Regions from separate parts of the Oryctolagus cuniculus genome. Here region 2 is linked to region 1. A link is a contact called in public Hi-C data. All regions are on one chromosome and are shown on one strand. The core of a region is the stretch at or near the end of the contact, and the rest is flanking DNA. Distances in the headings are between cores, read along the strand shown. Region 1 overlaps TRMU (tRNA mitochondrial 2-thiouridylase). Region 2 holds the start of CELSR1 (cadherin EGF LAG seven-pass G-type receptor 1).

Evidence for each region. Hi-C and Micro-C count contacts between places; a contact is called where the count stands out from the background.
Region 2: a Hi-C map of an unstated tissue shows a contact between it and region 1, with 5 times the contacts expected there. The contact joins the promoter of CELSR1 here to the enhancer-like site in region 1. A contact is called at or near these places in 2 of 6 Hi-C or Micro-C datasets (ear pinna and an unstated tissue).

The regions. Positions count from the first base shown.
Region 1 is chr11:120,922,878-120,926,126 of mOryCun1.1, reverse strand. TRMU (tRNA mitochondrial 2-thiouridylase) reads right to left here. Exons shown (of 11, transcript XM_051828164.2): 11 at 1,776-1,959. The coding sequence ends at 1,945. CELSR1 (cadherin EGF LAG seven-pass G-type receptor 1) reads left to right here. Exons shown (of 35, transcript XM_051828136.2): 34 at 1-150; 35 at 653-2,147. The coding sequence ends at 662. Among named protein-coding and RNA genes, the nearest start is that of TRMU, 19 kb to the right of the region's middle. Within about 2 kb of position 1,571, at least 1 of the 8 cell types and tissues checked has an H3K27ac peak or open chromatin away from gene starts, as enhancers often do.
Region 2 is chr11:121,036,687-121,039,867 of mOryCun1.1, reverse strand. CELSR1 (cadherin EGF LAG seven-pass G-type receptor 1) reads left to right here and starts at 1,830. Exons shown (of 35, transcript XM_051828136.2): 1 at 1,830-3,181. The coding sequence starts at 2,333.

The DNA of each region.
Region 1 (3,249 bases), core at 322-2,821:
GTCCTCCCCGGGCTCTGCCGACAGCAGCCGCGCCCCTGACTGCGCCGTCACCATCAAGACCCCGCGGAGGGAGCCAGGGCGTGAGCACCTCAATGGGGTGGCCATGACCGTGTGCGTGGGGAGCGCCCAGGCTGAAGGCTCTGATTCTGAGTAAGTAGCCACAGCCTCCAGGGAGGCAGGGACCTGGCCCTCCCCCATCCCAAGACAGCACCCACAGCCCAGCAGGCTGCAGCTGGGTTCAGACGGAGCCTACACTGCCCTGAGCAGCCAGCTCCTGGGGCCGACGGCCGTGTGTGGCAGGCGGGCCCGGGGTCACTGCTAGCCCATCTTGAGCTAAGGGAACCGAGGCTGGCAGAGCGCCCAGCTGCAGCCTGGAGCTGGGGCCAGGTCCCCTAGAACGGCCCGTGAGTCAGCTGAAGATGGACTTCGCTTTCCTGGATACCACTTGCTCCACACGGTGGGCCCGGGGTCAGCACTGCAGCACCCCCACCCCCACCCCGCCATCTAGCTAAGTTTGCCCTCACCCGAGCGATGGGCTCTGCCCCAAAAGACCTTAGCCCCCTCAGCTCCCCGTCCTCACTGATCCTCCACCTGCCTGGTGGCTTCTTCCCACGCACAGAGGCAGTAATGAAACTTCAATTTGAACCATCAGGAACCGGTGAGGCAGTCCCTTCCCACGGGCCACCGCGTCGTCCTGCCCTTGCCGCGCAGCCCAAGGGGCTGCTCTCCAAGAGGGAAGGCCCTGGGCGTGGGGGTCCTGCAGTGGCAGCTTCGTGTCTGGAGTCCCTCCAGAGGCTTGGGGCCCATCAGACCCTGTGGCAAGTGCCAAATGCCAGAGGCCCCAAGGGAGGGAGGCATCCTTGGACAGCACACGGCCAGAGCCCTGCCACTGGCCCAGCCTGCCAGCTCGCCAGGCACAGCCTGAAGACACAGGCCTCTTCCCACAGCACCGGCCCTTGGCCAGAAGCCCAGACTCTGGTTTGAAAGCAAATCCGTTAACGTTGAAAAGGTGCAGATATACTGTTGTTTGCATGGGACTCTGCATTGGTACGGACTGTGGATACCGGGAGTGTGGAGCATGAACTGGCATGGTGTGGCTGCTGCCAGGTTCCCAGCAGGTCATGGTGTAGTCGGTGGCATCAGCCGTCTCCAGCTTTCACCAGTGAGCCAGAAGCCGTGCCCTGACCGCTGGCCTCCCAGATGCACGGCATCTGCTTTGGGGCCAGTGCTTCTCCCAGACAGGGAGTCCCAGGAGCCCGGCTGTCACCAGGGACACAGCAGCAGCACAGCTGTCGCTGTGCAGGCGCCATGGCCGGGCCCACTCCAGGTCCAGGGTGGAGGCCTCCCTGGAGCCGTTCCCAGGAGCGCAGCATTGCAGGTGGGAGACGCCTTTGTTCCCGGCTCCTGCTCCAGGGATCAGACAGCATTCACGCGTTCCCGACGCAGACGGAGGCACGAGGGCTTCAGGGTGTCACATTCTTTCCTGCCAGTTTCCTAGCTGAGGCCCCACCCCCCGAGTTGACCAATGACATCGTTGTGCCTCAAATGCCCGATTATGCAGAGGACAAAGGCACAGCCGTGCTTTTCAGCGCCTCCCAGACTGTTCCTGGAGACTCACAGTGAGGGCCGCTGTCCACAGCGTGGCCCGAGGGGCTGTGGAACAGGGCCCAGGATTACTCAGACCCTGCATTCATTTCAGCGTTTCCTTTGTTCTTCATGTCAGTGCCCAAGCGGTGGACAAGCGGTTTCCAGACACTGGAGACGGCTACACGTCACTGAAGACAGTTTAATACCCCCCCACCCCCCTCCAAGCCATCCATGTGCCTTACCGGGCGAGTGGCTGCCAACACAGAGGAGGTCTCCGCAGGTGACTCCTGAGACCTGAGTGCCCGTGGTCCGAGCAGTCCCCAGCCCCGTGTGCGGATCTCGCCCTCCGAGCAGTTCTTAATCTGATGGGCACTGTTATCAAAAAAACAATGGTCAGTTCCACCGACAGGAAAAGCCTGGGCTGTTTTTATGACTAAAGACTTTATAAGAGAAAGCAGACACTGGAGGTTTTTAACGTGTATTTATTAATGTTCAGAACACTGGAATGACACCACCACGAGAAAAGAATCTACAATAAATTAAGATTTTTTGAATTTGTACTTCTGCCTTGCTGGTCTCTGCTTCCTCACGCCCTCCCTGGGCAGCACAGAGGGGCACCGTGGGCCTTTGTGGGCTCTGCTACGCGACGCTCTTAAGCATTTCCTGACACGCCTGAACTCATGTCTGTCACCGAGTTTGCAGCCACTATCTGAGCTTTTTTGCTGCATGACTCTGGCTGGTGCTCAGTGACACACGTCAGGCCTTCGGGGCTCGGCTCCTGGCTCCTCCTGGCTCCTCGGCCCATGGTTTCCAGTGCTCAGTCTTCTGCAGGCCAAGTCTCTCTGCCCTTGAACCCATCCAGTGCTTTGCTTGAATATATTAAGCTTTAAAATCCCCACCAGGTTCCTCTTACTTCTTGCTGGAAACGTCGGCCCCCACGTTCCTTGCCCGCTGCCCACACTGGGGCTGTCTGGCTGGAATCTGCCCGTCAGCTCCTGGCACCCTCCTGGTTCTGTGCGCCAGGTTAACTTCACAGCAAACTCTCAGTGGGCATTTCAAGCATGGCCTCTCCCTGCAGCGTCATTTGTTTCCACAGCAGGAGACACGTGTAGTGCCCTGGCCCTGGCCCGCCTGTGAGTGCGCGGCAGCTGTCGAGACCTCTGCAGCACGTACTGGGTCTGCTTCAGGCACTCACAGGCTGGGGTGGGAGGAGCCTGGGCTGCACACACCATTAAGAGGGGGCCTCCGCTCTCTCTCTCGGATCCCACCTCGTGCTAACTCCATGGCACATCACCACCAGGCAAACGGGCTTCCCCAGAGTTCCAGCCACTTGGGGTGGTACTAAGACAAACAGTGGTGGCGTGTGTGTGTGTGAGATAGAGGGGGAGAGAACAAAGAAACCACGAGGTTCCCCTAACTTGGCCCACGAGCCCATCCATAGAGCTCTGCAGAGACCAGGGCCGCCCACAGGCGCAGCGGTCGTGCCCAAGGTCTTGTCTCAAGTGTGGCTCCTCCCCCACTCTGAGTGCTCAGCAGTGGGCACACGATGTGCTGATCTCAACCCAAAGCCATACTGAGAGGGGAATCCCAGCATCATCTGAGCAAGAGAAAGCCGCCGGCCAGAGTGGTCTGGACCACCAGCCAGCCCAGGCGTCCTCCGGA
Region 2 (3,181 bases), core at 581-3,080, 110 kb before region 1:
CAAGGGGGCAGTGCTCAGCGGCAGGACAGGGGCCTGCAGGAGCCGGAGAGCAGGCAATGGCCCTTGGGGGGTGCTGCTCCACATGCCACGGCTTCTCCCGGAACCCCAACCGTGCCCCTTCCCCTCTGCGAGCCACTCTCTGCAAATGCTTGGGGTGGCCTGGGTCAGTGGCTTGCGGGTGCAGCTGGAGCCCCTGCAGGCTGTCCGCTCCGCCCCTGTTCTCTGCTGCTGTGGGCACGCGTGGGGAGAAGCGCAGGAAGCAGGCACGCCGAGCTCCGTGTGTGAGCCCGGAGAACACCCCGTCCCGTGTTTCCTCATCCTTGGAGCGCTTGCGTGCACTAAGTGGGGTGCTGGGGCTGGGCTTCCGGGGACACGTATGTGCACGGAATCGTCTTCCAGTCTCTGGGCCCCTGGCTAACCGGCTGTGTGAGCCTTCCTTGAGCTCCGCCCGCTCGCCCTCGGGACCAGGAAACCTGTGGTTTGCGCGCAGCCCACAGGTGTCTTATTCCAGGAAAGCGTGCCCACACCTGAGCCCAGTCCCGGCATTTGCATTGTTTACTTAAGCCCAACCCACCCTATTTAAAGCTCTATAGCAAATAAGGGGGGGGGGGGTCTCTCTGGTTCCAGAGCCCTCACCAGGGTGTCCTCCAAGCCCTCAACTCCGCCCTCTGATCCAGTTCCTCAGGCAAAGCCCCAAGAGGGGTGGAGGGGTGGAGGGGCGGAGGGGCGGAGGGGCGGAGGGAGGCTCCCAGCACCTGCTGGGGTCCCGTTACCTTAGGGCGCTGACTGGCCCCTCCCTGCGCTCTCCACCCACTTCTGCCAACAGGAGCTGCCAGTGGGGACCCCCAGGGCTGGAAGTTCCCAAGGTGAGGCTGACTTCAGGTCTCACACTCACTGGCAGAAGACAAGACACCCATCTCAGGGACTTGGGGCAGGATGGGCCAGGTGGATGACGTGGGTCCCCAAACTCCTGCGCCCCGGGCCCCATTCGTTGCCCTGGGCTAGGACCGACCCTCCTTGGTCAAAAAGCCTCTCCCCGCCACGGAGGCGCCTTCTTCCAGCGGGAGCGCCCCCTGCTCTCGCTCCCAGGCACTGGGCAGCTCCCACGGGCACAGCGAGCTCGCTCCGGAAGCCCCCTGCCCAGGCCGCGCTCTTCCGGAGCCGGGGGACGGGCCTCGCTGTCCCAAAGGTTCTATCCTCCCCTCCCCCTGCCCCGCGCTCTTCTCCGCGGGGCACGGGGCGGTGGCAGCTGCAGCCCGGGCCCCGCGCTCCCGCCGCTCCCCCTCCAAGTCCCAACGTCCGCCAGGTGCTTTTCCTTTCCATTTAAAAGTTCCGCTTTCATCCAAGCGGGACCGAGTGCAGGCGGCGGCCTGCTGGGTTTCAAAGTCCGGGGAAGCGCGCGTGTCGGAGCGAAGCGGCTTTTCAGCCTCGGCGCGTTCGGCAGTAAAAGCGAAATCGCCCCCCGCGGCCACCGGCCTCTTACCGGGGGCTCCCTGGCCCCCGCCCCGAGCCACCGCGCGCGCGCAGCTGGGAGTCGGCGGTCTCTGCGGATCGGTTCTGCGGGGCGGGGGTCGAAGCTGTGGCAGAGCCCGAGTCCCCGACGAACGCGGAGCCGCAGCCCCGCTGGCAGCGGCCACCGGGGGTCCCCCAGCTCCGCCTTTCCTGGCGCGGCCCTCTCCACCCAGGGAGGCCGCAGGGGAGCGGGCCCGGCCCCCAGCCTCCGCCCCGGCCGCGCCCCCGCGTTTCCATAGCGATCAACCCGGCGCGCACCTCGGGCCGGCTCCCCCCGGGGCCGAACAATGAAGTGCTGGGCCGGGGGCGGGGCGGTGCCGAGCCGGGGGCGGGGAGAGCGCGGGTGGAGGGGGCGCAAGCCGGTCGCACCGCCCAGGCAGCAGCCGGCCACGGGGGTCCGCGTTGCGCGGAGCGGCCCAGCCGGCTTGGGGAGCGCAGCCCCCGCCCCGCCCCGCTCCCGCCCGCTTCCCACGCCCGCCCCGCCGAGCCCGCGCCGGAGCCACCTGGAGCCGCCTGGAGCCGCCGCCGCCGCCGCTGCAGGTTGATGCGCGGCGCACTCCCGGGACGCGCGGAGGAGCCATCTTGAAACGAACTTGGCAAACTTTCGCAAAGTGCTCTCGAAGTGGAAGCTGCGGGGGAGGCCGGGCGCTCGGCCCCCGGTGTCCCCGCCAGGGCCCCCGGGGAGGCGGGGCGCGGGCCGCCCCGAGGGCCTGGCGCCGGGCGCGCGGGAGCCGCCCCCCGGTCGCGCCGAGTGGATGCGGAGGCGCGCCGGGTGCATGGATTGTGCTCGGGGGCCCGGCTCGGGCTCGGGCTCCCGGCCATGGCGCCGTCCCCGCCGCCCGTGCTGCCCTTGCTGGTGCTCCTGGCCGCCGCCGCCGCCCTGCCGGCAATGGGGCTGCGAGCGGCCGCCTGGGAGCTGCGCGTGCCCGGCGGGGCTCGCGCCTTTGCCCTCGGGCCCGGCTGGACCTACGCACTGGACGCCGCGCGCACGCCCCGCGAGCTGCAGGAGATGCTGGACGTGAGCCGCGACGGGCGGCTGGTCGGGCGGCGGAGCCGGCCGGGCCCCGGACCCCGCGGCTGCGCGCGCCTCGGAGTGCGCCTGCTGCCGCTGCAGGTCCGCCTGGCCGCCCGCGGCGCTCCGGCCGTGCTGAACTTGCGCCTGCGGGCGCGAGCCCTCGGCCCTGGCTGCCGCGCCCGGCTAAGGCGCCGTCGGGCCCCGGGCGCAGAGCTGCGCGCTCAGGCCGTGCTCTCGGGGGCCGGGCCCGGCGGGGCTCACTGCTTCCCGGCCGCGGGCGACGGCGGCGCGGCCACGCTTCACTGGGCACTCGCGGCCCTGACCACCTTCCCCGCCTGCCGCTGCCCGCCGCACCCCGGGTCCCTTTGCCCGCGCCGCCGCCTCTGCCTGCCGCCCGGCGGCTCCGCCCGCCTGCTCCTGCTGTGCGCCCTCCGGCGCGCGGCCGGCTCTGTCCGGGTGGAGCTGGCTTTGGAGGCGGCCGCGCGGGCGCCGTCGGCGTCGCCAAGCCTGGCCCGGGCCGGGACCGGGGGCTCCCGACGGGCCCGGCGGGGCGCGGGCGGCAGCGCGAGCCCGCAGTTCCCGCTGCCCAGCTACCAAGTGTCAGTGCCGGAGAACGAGCCGGCGGGCACGGCCGTGATTGAGCTGCGCGCTCAG